2 separate regions of the Mus musculus genome follow, and region 2 is linked to region 1. A link is a contact called in public Hi-C data. All regions are on one chromosome and are shown on one strand. The core of a region is the stretch at or near the end of the contact, and the rest is flanking DNA. Distances in the headings are between cores, read along the strand shown.

Region 1 (6,616 bases), core at 1,590-4,089:
TGCTCCTCTGGGATGAGGTTGGCCAGACAACAGCTCATAGAGGACCTACAGTGACCTGTAGCGCCACCCCGTATGAAGAGCACAGATGCTCCACTGTCCTCTACCAGTTCCTCCTCCTTGACCTCTGTGGAGGGGAGGAAGGAAAGGAGTCAACACAAGGAGTCACCTCCACTCAGCATCAGAGGGGCATGGCTCGCCTAGGAGGTAGGACTGGAGTTGAAGATAATGTAAGAAGTGATTTGAAGTCCGCTTGGATATGGGGCCTAGGCCAAGCCTTAATGAGTTTGACAGAGCACTCTTGTCCAGAAACACACTTAGGCTAACGTACATCAGTGCCAAAAGCAAAACCTGTAGGGCTAATCAGCTCTTGTGCACTGTGTAATTCACCTGTCAGTAGAGATCTGAATGGCCAATAGCAAAGCAACCGAGAATAGACAGGACACCCAGCAGAGAGAGGCGAACTCTAGGAAAGAGTCAGGCTTGGGAAGATTCACCACCCAGACTCGGAGAAAGTTGGACATATGAAACTGAGGAGAGGTAACTAGCCAGTCATGTGGCAGACACAGAAAGTATAAAAGGGTAAATATAAATTAAGTGCTAGTTGGGGAACAAGCCTAGCTTAAGGCCAAACTAGAAAAAGAAAGAAAGGAAAGACAGGAATTCTGGTGGCTAATCCTATGAACAGGGTGGGCAAATTCAATTGTATCCTCCAACTGGGCATGGTGGCTCCTGCCTGTAATCTACTGTAAGCACTAGGAGAGCTCAGGCAGAAGGATAGCCATGACTTTGAGGCCAGCCTGAACTACAGAGTGAGTCCCTGTCTCCAAAATAAACCAAACCAAAGTCCAGTAACAGCAACAACAAAATACCTGTGTCCTCTGTCCACACCACATGTGATATCCATCTTTTAGACACCATATCCCTAAGAGGAGAATTTGGGAGGATATTTTCACATATGGTCACAATCTCCCAGGAAAATGGAGCATCTTTTATAAACAAAGTAATTATGTGGGGCTGGAGAAATGGTTTAGCAGTTAAGTGTGCTTCCTGAGTTTCTGGAAGCTCTGAGTTCCATTACCAGTACCCAACAACTGCCTTTAACTCCAGCTCCTGGGGGTCCAACACTCTTCTGTTCTCCAAAGATACCTGCATACACATGTGGTGTATACACACACACTCACAAACACTCATACACAGATACACACCCACACACACATACACTCACACACATTCACACATACACACATTCATACACAGACACACACATTCACACACTCATGTGCTCACACATACACTCACACACATAAAAATCCCAGAAAAGGGGGAAAAAATCCCTGCTTCCTGGAAGACTGCCCAAGAAGTTCCTGTTTTGTATACCTAAGAAACTTTGGGAGACACCCTTCCACCTTTTTAAAGTGCTAGCCTATAATCCTAGCACTTGGGACACCAAGGCAGGGGAATCTGGAGTTTGAAACTGGCCTGATTACACAGTGAACTTCCTACCACTCCTAGCTTATGAAGTGGGGACATCACTTTATAAACAAGTGAAAATATAAATAAAAGGTCAGTGAGACGGCTCAGCAGGTCAAGGCACTTGCAGCCAAACCTGAGGACCCAAGTTCTATCCCCAGTTCCTACATGACAGAAAGAAAGAACTGACTCTTACAAGTTGTTCTACATTTAAGAAAACTATAAATAAATGAATAAACAAAAGGATTCAGGATCTAAGCAAGACACAGATGTCTATTCCCTGAGGGGAAGTCCCAGCAGGAGCGCTGAACTCCAACACTGAATTTTCTGGGACTCCATAAGTTGGCTAAAAGTAATTTCAAAAACCAGAAGGAACTCCACCCTAAACCACAGTGCCCAGCAGGGAAATGGGCCCCTCTGCCAGCCAAGGAGCTGGCGTGCATGGCTACCTCAAGTCTAAATATCACACCATGGTCAAAAGACTCATAAAACCACAGACAGCTTCTTCCAAGCACTCCTAGGAGAGATGTGTACTTTGAAAATGTTCTAATCCTTTGCTAAATACCAAATACTGGCCGTGTTCTCTGCTCCTGGCACAGCCCCTGCTTCCAGCCCGGATGGGAGGCTGAACCCGGAGAGGGAGGATGGCTCTGTGCACCTCAGCCCTAAGACAGAGTAGGCTCTCCAGCCTTCCCTCCCAAGACCCCAGCCTCACACCCTGTCAGTTTTCTCTCCTCAGAGCAGGAAAGTGAGGTGAGGTAATGTCTCTGGAACCCCACAGTGGCAAGAAGATGAAAAGAATCCGAGAAATGCTGTGTTTAATTTAAAGCAGACCCAGCCTGCCGCCAGGCTGCAATTTCACTCAGAATACCCAGTTTGTTTTTCTTGGACATTCCAGGAACCAACTGGCCACCCCATGTCAAAGCCCAGCAGGAATGCTCCGAGAACGCCTTGCTGTGGGGCACTCAGCTGCCTAGGCCTGGCAGATTGCACTCTCTTCCCTCAGGCCAGGAACTCCTACTGTGGGATGGAATCCTGGTCACTGTAGGAGCCATCTGTTGGCCATTCTTAGCCTGAGACCCCGTTACCCATGTACCTGGCTCTAAGGGTAGTGCTGGCAGTAACAACATGGTGTGTTTATCCTGTGTATTCTCATGAGCCTGGCGTTGTGCTGATCTCTCTATTCCCTGTTTGTCAGACCCTTCCAGCATCCTACGAAGGCAGGAAGGTTTATTACTTTCTACTGTGGCTGCAGTCAAGGCAAAGGGTGATTATGTAACTTGGCCCCGTCACCCAGCTAGGGTTTGAGCTCACAGAGCGCCAATCTAACCTTGGTTGTCCATCAGCAAGTCCCTTCCTTCCCATTGGTTGTCCATCAGCAAGTCCCTTCCTTCCCATGCCGGCACTGCATCAAGATCCTTGGCCCGAATCACTGCTTCTGTGGTATCAGGGTCCACAGTGGTGTCTGCGAAGGGAGTGGTTTGGGACATGGGCACATGGCTGCTGCTGAAAGATAGAGCTGTAGTCACAAGCTCTTCTTTCTAGCTGTTGAAACCCAAATCTGGGGTGGGGTTGGGGGGAGCTCCAGTCCCTGCTGGTTTGTTGCTTCAAGGGATCTGTTGAACTCCTGTCTCTAATCACTGAGTGGCTTAGAGAAATGACAGTGCCAGAGAGAGAGAGCAGGCCCTGGTCTGGGCCCTGCCTGGATCTTAGGCAGTCCCCATGCCCCTTGTTTCTACAGAGCCTTTTTTCTCTATAACAACATCTTTATCTTTGGGGAGAGAGGGAAGAGAGAACACACAAGGCTATCCTGGCTGGGGCCTCCTGTGACCCTGACAGTCTCTGGCTTTATTTTGTATCTGGATTTCTACAGGGAGACCTTGGCTCAAGCAAATGTAGGGGTGGGGGCTGAGGGAGCCAGGCAGGAGAGTGACTTCTGAAGAAGTTTCCAGAACTTAGAAGAGAAATGCATGGGCGGAGCGCTGTAGGGAGAAAGAGAACAGGGACTAGGTGAGGTGGCCCAGATCGATTTAGTCCAGAGGCTGGCTGGCACTGAGGGTAGCCACTCAGCAGGAGGCTGCCCCACAGGAACAGTTTCTGCCTTCTCGCTTTCCAAAACAAACAGGCAGGCAAGGTTGTCTGTCCTTGTGTGCTTCCTCTGTCAGGACTCAGAGCAACCAAAAGGCCATCTGTGTGCAGAGCTCTGCTTCTGGGCCACTTTCGCCGTAATGAGGAATGGACAGGAGCCCAGGATGACAAGACCCAGGGCAGTGGAGCCTGTCACCAGCAAACCTGGGTCTGGCTCCCCTACCTGAGTCAACAAGAGGAGCCCTGGGTTGGGAAAGGGCTAAGAAGGGGGAGCTCTTGGAGAAAGGCTGGCTCAGGGGACAATGAGTTTACTGAGGGAGGACTCAGCTCCCAAGAGATGTTTCCATGGCACCCACAAATGTCAATGGTCACATTGTGTGGGTGGCTTTGGGTCCAGCCTCTCCCCTGCGATAGAAAGACAGTGGGTAGGAGGGAGCCTTGCTCTCTGGCCCCTGGCAAAATTCCCTGGTACCATGCTGTGGGGTGGCAGGCATCGAATGGGAGCCTCCCCACTATCCTTCCTCCTCTGCAGACAAGGGTGAAGCTCTGTGTGTGTGTGTGTGTGTGTGTGTGTGTGTGTGTGTGTGTGTGTGTGTGTGTGTTGTGGGGGGGGGCATGTTCCCAGGAGGGATTCTTGAGGCTAGGGCTGAAGCATCCAGCCCTCTGATCTTCCTGTCCTGGAGGGGATAGAAAGCTGAGAAATGCCCTTTTTCTGTACCTTCTCCAAACCTGAGCCAATAAATCAGCTCTCCCTCCGCTGACTCAGCCACAGGAACTGCAGGTGTTGGTGCCAAGTTTAGAGAAGTGGGAGACTATTTGTAAGTTACAAAACCTCAGGAATATGCAACGTACTTTTCACCAGAGCAGCATGGTAGTTACTTAACCTGGTTAACTCTTAACCAGGTAGCTAGCAACAAATGCTGTGACAGCTACCAACCAAACTTTCTGGCAGTGACCTGGCTGAGGGAGGATGCTGAAGAGCTGTGGCCTGTGGAAAGAGGGCTTCCAGGCAGGGTCCAGGGCAGTTGAGGCATAGCAATGGGAGCTGCCAGGCTCTGGGGCTGGAAAGTGCACAGAACTTCAGAATGACTACCAAGCAGGGGGCTGGGACCCAAGGTGACAACTCACTGAATGGCTGGGCAGGAGGAGAGGCCTCCTCATGTATTTACCCCTCTAGGAGAGTGTCACTGGATAAGGAATAGGCACCCTGGCCCAGAACAGCACTGGGAAGGCTATGTGGCATGTTATAAAGATACTCCTGTGGTTACCTCTGTGATGGTGCGCCATGCAGATGTGGGCAGGCTCTGGTGCTGGAAGGCTATTGTGAGGATGAACTGGGGAGAGGAGGGGAGGATCGATAAGGCAGACAAAGAGGGGTTGAGGGCTAGAAGCTGGCTCAGCAAAGTGCTTGCTGCTCAAACATCTTGACTAGACTCCCAGAAATTCGTGTAGGTGCACCGAGAGGGGTGGCTCACCTCTGAAGGCAGACACATAGAGCTAGCTGGCTAGGAAGCCTAGGTATATTAATGAGTTCTAGGTTTAGTTGAGAGAAAGGTTAAAGGTCAATATCAACCTTTTATCCACCTAGGGGTCACACACACACACACACACACACACACACACACGCGCGCACCTCTGTGATGGTGCGCCATGCAGATGTGGGCAGGCTCTGGTACTGACGGCTCTTTGCAGCCAGCCCCATATACCACTGGATCTCCCCATCCCAGTAAACATGTGGGACTTCAGAGAACATCTAAGAAATCGGTTAAGTCCTTCCTTTCCCTGTACTTCCAGATGGGAAGAGCACCGGACACCTGGGCTCTGCTCCTTGGTCATCAATCAAGAGTTCCTCCCAGGGTTTAGCTGAACTCTGTTCGCTTGCAGAAACAATGATGTGGGGTCGGTGGTGCCAACCAACCACAACAAAAATGTTAGGTGTCCCAACTGCGATCATGAGTAGGTCACTCAACCTTTTTGAACTCCAGGTCAAGGGGCACAGTGAAGGGGAGGGTTAGGAGGACATGGCGGGACTTTCCTGTCTATCCAGTGAGTCCCTGGATGTTCTCTCTGTCTCTGTCTCTCTGTCCCTTTCTCTCTCTCTCTCTCTCTCTCTCTCTCTCTCTCTCTCTCTCTCTCTCTCTCTCTCCCTCTCTCCTAGTCTTCCAGTGACTAACTTCAAACCTGGTAGAATGAGAGAGCCTACATTCAGCACCTTTACACACTTTGTCTAGATCTTCTTACAAAACTCAGGCTCAGAGAGATCACACTTGATCAGAGTCCTTTCCAATCATCTGACTTCTCCCTTTGGAGGCCGAGTGCTGGGCAAGCAGCTCTCCAGAACAGACCTGCATAGTTTGAGAGGTGAGGGTAGAGGAAACATGGCTGACCCAACATCTAGTAGAAGATTTGAACTCAGTGGGGCTGGTAGAAGGTGTGTGAGCAATGCCTGAATGTATAGGTCATCTTCTCTGAGCTCCCTGTAGTGGACCACCTCCTTCAGACACACTGAAATGGAGATGAGAGTTGGAAGTTCATTACAATGTATTCTAGGGTCAATGTGGGGGTTGGAGGACAAGGATGAAGGAAAGATAAGACTGGATAGTGTGAGACACTGGGCTTCAGTGGAGTCTCCATCCAAAGTTCTAGAGGAGCTCAAAGCAAGCCTAAATTGACCCTTACATCGCAAAGCCATTAAGCGTAGACTGCCGTGGGGAAAGGGCTGAGATGTTCCCAGAGGGCAGGCAGCTGGAAATGAGGGGCAGCCCCAGGAGATCCTCTGCAATGTCATGCATAGTCCAGCCAGCATCTCTGCCAAGTACAGCACCCCTGAATCTCAGAGGACACATTTCATCCTCTGGGGAAGAGTGGGACACACCTAACTGACTTCTAAAGCCAGACTATCTAGGTCAAAGGCCACGAATGGGCCCTGGGACTGGCTGTGTTTGGGTGAATCATGCAAGAGACTCACAGCTAAAGCTTACAGTTTTGTGTTTATGGCTTTGTTTGTTTGTTTGTTTGTTTAAAATAAGCTGTGTAACTTTTGTCCTCAGGGAGAAGT
Region 2 (6,616 bases), core at 1,779-4,278, 86 kb after region 1:
ACCATAGTGACCCTCTTTGGTTTCAGTTTGACAATTTCACATAATATGCCTCCATCCCACCTCCCAAAATCCATATATCTTTGCCAGTGTAGTCTTCTTTACCATTGCCCATGATGGCCCGGGTATATGCCAAGTCACTCTCTGCCAAATTAACATCCCCGCTGAGAACGCGAATATTCCCAAACTGCTTTGAGTGTAGAATTTTAATGTTCTGATAGGGTGAATCTTCATCATACACCACTTCATCTATGTCATACTCAACCAGGCGCCCATCAGCAGTAAGCCAGTATCTGCCAATGGCCCCTCCTCAAACTATGGGTGGTAATTGCTTCACCTGCCCAGTACTGTCTTGACTCAATTCTTTAATTTTTTTCTTCTATTTTGTTTAAAAGGCTGTCAGTTTCTTGTTTGCCTTGCACATCACTGTTGTAACTCTGAAGGTCCAGCAACACCAATCCATGTGGACAAATTCTCAAATTGGCAAAGCTGCCATTCTTGTTTGTGTACGTTGCTAAATATCCATGGTCCTGCCAAGTGTGCACTGACTCTGTCATCCCCTGCTCCTGAAAAGTGGACTGAAGGCCTTGCAGAATGGTCTCACCATCAGCTTTGGCGCCGAGCATGAAGTCGAGCATGCTGTGTCTTGCTGTTGCCATAGAGTGGGGGGCCCTGTGCCATGCCTGGGGAGGCAACCTGGGGAGACTGAGGGACCACAGCATGTCATGCTGTGGGTCAGCAGGGGATGGGGGAGCTGTTGTTGTGTTTTTGCTAGGAAGCCTCACCTAAGAGGATATTCTGATCTGACTGCTACTCTACCACACACCCCAGATTGTCTAACGAGAGTGCCCTAGTTGGTTTGTTGCTGGATGTTTTGAGCATCTAATTTGGTATTTATTATCTATCTCCTCTCTCTCTCTCTCTCTCTCTCTCTCTCTCTCTCTCTCTCTTCTTATCTCTTCTATTTGTTCTTTTACTTTGGCTTTCTTTATGGTTAATAAACTCATCCACGCAAAACTGAAAATACGGTTATTTAGATCATTATCCAGCCCATACACAACAGTCACCGACAGTCACCTTGTTCGTATAAACTTGGGAGTGACCCACGGCCCACCATGACTACTATAGACATCCCTACCACTTAGGGAATTCCAAGGGTTTAGAAGTTATGCCCCAGGAGTCTAAGACGAAAAACAAATTCTTTTTTTATGTATACAACATCCCATAGACTGGGCCAGAAAAAGGACTGCCGTTCCCTTGGCTTCAGTCTGTATCCATGGTCTTGACATGCTGTAATTTTAGTCACTGCTCAGAATGCTTAGGGGGCTGCATTGAGAGTCTGCTAGGAGTAACATGGCCAAGCACTCATGACAGCTCTGACATAGGGAGCAGATGAAAAAGGGACAGTCAGAACATGCACATACTGCACCCACGATGCCAGGTCTAGGGGGTTATATCTTTTTTTTATTACATTTTTTTATTTGGGAAGGGCACATGTATACCACAGTGCACATGTGGAGGTCAGAGGACAATCTTCAGGGTCAGCTCTTTCCTTCACCATGCGGGTAAGTGCTTTTACCCAGTGGGCCAGCCTGGACTATTTCTTATGGGAAGTAAAATCATAGTTCAGAGTAATGAAGACAGTCAGACTGTCTATAAACGAAGGCGTATGTGTTAGAATGTGTAGAACCTACCCAATTTTCCCTCTGGTCCTAATAGAAGGGATGCTGTGCTTCACGCCTGCCACAGAGAAAGCATGTCTCTGTTTCCTCCTCTTCAAAATCTAGACTAATGAAGTGGGGCACAGGCAGAGACGGAGGTATCCAAGTATCACAACCAACACGGCTCAGATCATCCCCCTGACCCTCGCTCTCCAAGCCCAGGAGTCCTTTCTCCAAAGGATTGTCTCAGTCAATGTTGGGCTCTTTCTTGGACCCTCACATCAAGCCACCCACACGTAGGACAGAGATCTAGATGGCATATTCTAGTTGCTGCCAGTCATTTGGAGATTAGAATGCTTTATGGTGGTTGTTCAACCCTCGCTGCTCGATCCCTCAGAGAGTCCTCCTACCATTCTGGCTTGCCCCATCCCTGGATCAGTATGGCTACCTAGAGAAATTCATGGAGCCAAGTGCAAGGTAAAACTACAGGGTGTTGAAAAATGAATCCAGGGCTGGGAATGTAGGTCAGTTTATACAGTGCTTGCCTGACATGCAGGAAAAAACCCAGGATTCTACACACACACATACACCCCCCCCCAGCCATATGAACCAATCCTGATGGTGCATGGTTGGAATCTCAGCTCTCAGGAGGTGAAGGCAGGAAGATCAGAAGTTCAAGGGCAACCTTAAATATATAGTGAGTTTGAGGCCAGCAAGAGCACACCATTCAGCCAACTGTAGAGTCCTATTGATCACCAGGCCTTTCTAACTCATAGACCCTATGCATGCTGTTCAATCTCAACTGTCAACTTGCCAGAGACCTAGAATTACCTAGGAGATAAGCACCTGGGAATGCCTTTGGAAGATTATCTTGATCTCGTTAATTGAGATAAGAAGACTGACCCACTGTGGGACCAGTCTCTAGGCTGAGATCCTGGGCTGTGTGAAAGGGATAGATTGATCTTTACCCTCCCTCTGCTTCCTTTGATCTGCAAAGTGACCAGCTGCTGCCCAAACTCCCCCACTAATGCAGACTGTAACATGTGACTCAAAATAAACCCTTCCTCCCTTAGTGTGATCTCGTTGGGAGTATTTTAACACAGAACAGCAAAAAGTAAGAAGTTACAGACCATTCAGTCTTCCATTCTAATGACAAAGGTCGTCAAGACCCTGGCCAGCATCCTACTGATTAATAGCAAGTAGCAGAACACTCCTGTATTTATGGGCACAGAGGGGCTGATGTCAGCATCAGTTTGTCTTCAGATGCTGACATTCCACCTCATTTGCTGACATTCACCACAGCATAATTCAGTGTGGGAGGAGGAATACTCACCCCCACAAACTCTGTTGTTTTGCCTTTGGTCCTACCCATGTGGTTATATCCTTGTGGTCCACAAAGGACAACCAGAGTCAGTTTTTGGAAGGAATGGGGCTGGACTCTGTTAGTGGAAACTCTTTCTCAGAATTGTACGAGGCAAAACGATCTTCACAGACTTTATTTTTAGCAGATGTTCTTCACTGGCACAGTGAAACGCACTGTCCGTCAACATTCTAGTAACATAGTAAAGTGTGTATTTATAAAGATGCTCTAATGCGTTGCCATGGAGTAAAGGACCTCTGTTTCCGTGGGATGTCCTTCCGAAATGTGTGCTGATGTCAGCTCCCTTTTTCTGGATAGGACGAGGCAGCAGGGGAGGAGGGAAAGGAAGGGGTAGCTCGCTTCACTTGTGCTGAGTTTTCTTTTGGCTGGGCTCCTTTCTGTGGGAGATTAGAGGAGAAAAGTTGGCCACCAAGGAAGGCCATGGCCTCCCTCATAACCTTCTCAACTATACCAGCTACTTTACTCATTGCTATGACAAAAACCAACATTAAGAAAGGAGGAGTTCATCTTAGCTGATATGTTGAGAGGGTCCAGTCTGGCATGGTGGGAAAGGCAAGGTAGCCTGATACAGATGATCATGTTGGGTCCAGTCTGGAAGCAGAGAGCCAGGAGGGCCATGCTCAGCTCATTTCCCCTCTTCTCCAGCTTTACTCAATGTTGATTCCTAACCTTCATGTTCCCCACACCCAAAGGTGTGTCTCCTCAGCATTCTAAACCAGTCACATTGATAGTGAAGATTAATCACCATACCCTTCCTCCTCGTCCTCCTCCTCCTCTACGTATTTACCATTCTTCAGACCCATGAGTATGAGGGGTTGAGGCAAACACTGCACATGAGAATCCAAGGGAGAGACATAAGTGGATCATAGCAGAGCCTAATTACCATGGTGAACAAAAATGGCTTAAAACCAACTCATCCTTAGCATCAAAAATGGCAGGATTGATGCCACATATAAACAGCAAAAGGATGCTAATGGTTAGGATGCTAATGGTTAGGATGCTGATGGAATGAATCTCAGGATGCTGATGGTTAGGATGCTAGTGGTTAAGATATAGAAGTTAGAGAGCCTACACTAGGCTACCCAGATTCCCAATGTTTAGGCTGTCCATTTGTCCTGATCTCTGTCACTAAATATTTCTTGCTGCAAGAACCAGTTTGGGTGAGGCTGAGCTTTCATCAAAACTCACTGACGTGTCATTCCACATAAGACCGACCAAGCTCTCGGCATGGCCTCGGGCAAAAGACAGGCATGAGAGTAAGCTGAGGCAGCACAAATGGATGGCAACCCTGCCTTTAAACCTCCACTCACTCCCCCATGTACAAGGTCTTAAAGAGATGCTTTGTGGGAAGATCTTACGAGAGAAGACAATGATAGCAGTAGCATTCTGGAACCAAGAAAGAAAGCAAAGGAGGAGACACATGACTGAGCAAAGAACACAAGCCAAACCCCAAGCCACAGGCTCTTCAGAGGTAGAAGAGGGGCTGACCAGATGGTCAGTCAGTAAAGTATTCGCCTTTCAAGTATGAGGACCTGAGTTTAATCCCCACAATGCACGCAAGACATGTGTGCAAGACAGGTGTGGTACCACCTACTCATAGTCTCAGCTCTGGCAAGGTAGAGAAACAGAAGGATCCCTGAAGCTTGCTGGTCAGCCAGCTAGCCTGCTTGGTGACTTCCAGGCCAGTGAAAGACACAACAAAAACTCCAGCTTCCAAACAAGAAACAAAACAATAAAACCAACCAACGAGACTGGTGGTGCCTGAGGATCAACATTGGAATTTGTTCTTTGGTTACCACATGCATGCCTACGTGCACAAACACAGAGAGATAGAAGAGAGAGCCCCAAGGACTTTGGAACGTGGCAGGCAACAGATGGGTAGTTAACGTGGAGACGACTGGGAAGAGGTCTAGATGAGAGGTTAAGTGTGTAGAGGTTACTTTGAACACTTGGTGGGCCATCCATGGAGGACCAGCTGGACTTGTGCTCTCTGGTGCATTTCCTTCCCTTGGATACTGCCTTGTCTCAATTCAACAGAAGTCAGAACTCTACTCTTCGAGTGTGGGCTTGGACCGGAAGACAATGGAATCTAAGTTGCAGAGAGAGATCGAAGAGAAATATTGATTACTATACTCAGCAACTTCTAGCCCTTTCAGTGCTGGGGGTGGCAACGTGCTGGAAGCCCGATCCTTGCTTTCCAAGCAGGAGCTTAGAAGACCGTCTCTCTCTCTCTCTGGGGAGACTGAGCAGAAACCTAGAGATGCTGTTGCAGGGGACTTCCTCTAAGATAGGGTCAGACTGCATCCTGATTGAGAATGACATCTGCAAATGACTTGGGCATTTGGAAGAGGAACGTGAATATGCAGTGCAGGGGCTGGAGAGATGGTCCACTGTATATACCACTTGCCATATACACATGAGAGCCTTAGCACCCACATAAATGCTGGGTGGACTTGGCAGCCCAGCCTGCCTGTAATTCCAGCACTCTGAAGCTAGACACAGATCCCCCAGAGCAAGCTGGGCAGCAAGTCTGTTTTGGAGAGCTCCAGGTTCAGTTAAGAAACCAGTTCTATCTCAATGACCACACTATGCCAGGCACCTGTGCCCATACACATGCAAACACACACACACATACATGCATACACATCACACACATATGTTGTAGTAAATCTCCAACTCCAATAAACCCATGCAAAACCACACAACTCAGTTATAATATTTATAAGCTACAACCTAGATTGACAGATCTACCACTACACTAATCTATTCCCCAGCTATGAGATCCCTTGCTACTTGTGGCTTCCTCAGGCCTTGTGGTTCTGCTCCATCTTCCTTCCACCTCTTTTTCCTCAGTCCTTCTCCTCTCTTGTTCTCTACTCTTCCCCAACTCTCTTGAACCTCCAGTCCCTTCCACTGCCCAATCGCAGACTCTAGCCTTTGTTTGACCAGTTAAAATGGGGAGAAGGGTCACATGAAATCACATGAGTACATGATCCACTCCTCAACGGGGCAGACCCTCCTGAGGAAGCAGAATTAACATCAGAATACAAACATCACCGGGCAACCCACAACATTTCTCCCTTCTGTCCAATTAGAAGGCTCTTTTCTTTCAGAAATAAATTGAGCATAACCATTACAACTATGTAAATTATAAAGTATGATATACACTTAACACCTAGTCCATCATATCTGTCAATTTAGATAAAGCAGACTACCATCTATCCTAACTTTAAAAGCTTACAATTTTATACCTGATTCTTATTTTGTTTTTAGCTTTAAAAAAATGACTGGTTCAGATATGGGAGGAGATGGGGGAGAAGTACAGAGGGCCAGGAATTTGAAAGGAGGTGTGTAGCAGAGGGGAAGGGGAACTGGGGGTGGCCACTAGAAAGTTCCATATGCCAGGTACCCAAGAGGTTCCCAGGACCCAACAGGGAGGACATTAGTTGAAATGCCCAACAAAGGGGAGAGAGAACATGTAGAGACCATATCCAGTGGAGAGGCATGGCCCCCGGTTGAGGAATGGGGCCACCCATCCACCTCAAAAATATCAATCCAGAATTGCTCCTGTCTAAAG

What was found. Hi-C and Micro-C count contacts between places; a contact is called where the count stands out from the background.
Region 2: a Hi-C map of uterus shows a contact between it and region 1, with 2.3 times the contacts expected there. The contact joins two enhancer-like sites. A contact is called at or near these places in 1 of 15 datasets of contacts at CTCF or cohesin (the NIH/3T3 cell line), 19 of 484 Hi-C or Micro-C datasets (the G1E-ER4 cell line, the MC3T3-E1 cell line, MC3T3-E1-derived osteoblasts and 10 more), 10 of 115 datasets of contacts at active chromatin or transcription factors (CD8 T cells, the NIH/3T3 cell line, bone marrow-derived dendritic cells and 5 more) and 1 of 9 other capture datasets (embryonic stem cells).

What each region holds. Positions count from the first base shown.
Region 1 is chr6:71,987,827-71,994,442 of GRCm38.p6, forward strand. No RefSeq gene overlaps it. Among named protein-coding and RNA genes, the nearest start is that of Gm26628, 27 kb to the left of the region's middle. RefSeq lists an enhancer at 1,507-4,235. Within about 2 kb of position 2,840, at least 180 of the 459 cell types and tissues checked have an H3K27ac peak or open chromatin away from gene starts, as enhancers often do. A contact at or near this core is called in uterus, where this site is marked.
Region 2 is chr6:72,073,498-72,080,113 of GRCm38.p6, forward strand. It overlaps the pseudogene Gm8952. Among named protein-coding and RNA genes, the nearest start is that of St3gal5, 21 kb to the right of the region's middle. Within about 2 kb of position 3,029, at least 14 of the 459 cell types and tissues checked have an H3K27ac peak or open chromatin away from gene starts, as enhancers often do. A contact at or near this core is called in uterus, where this site is marked.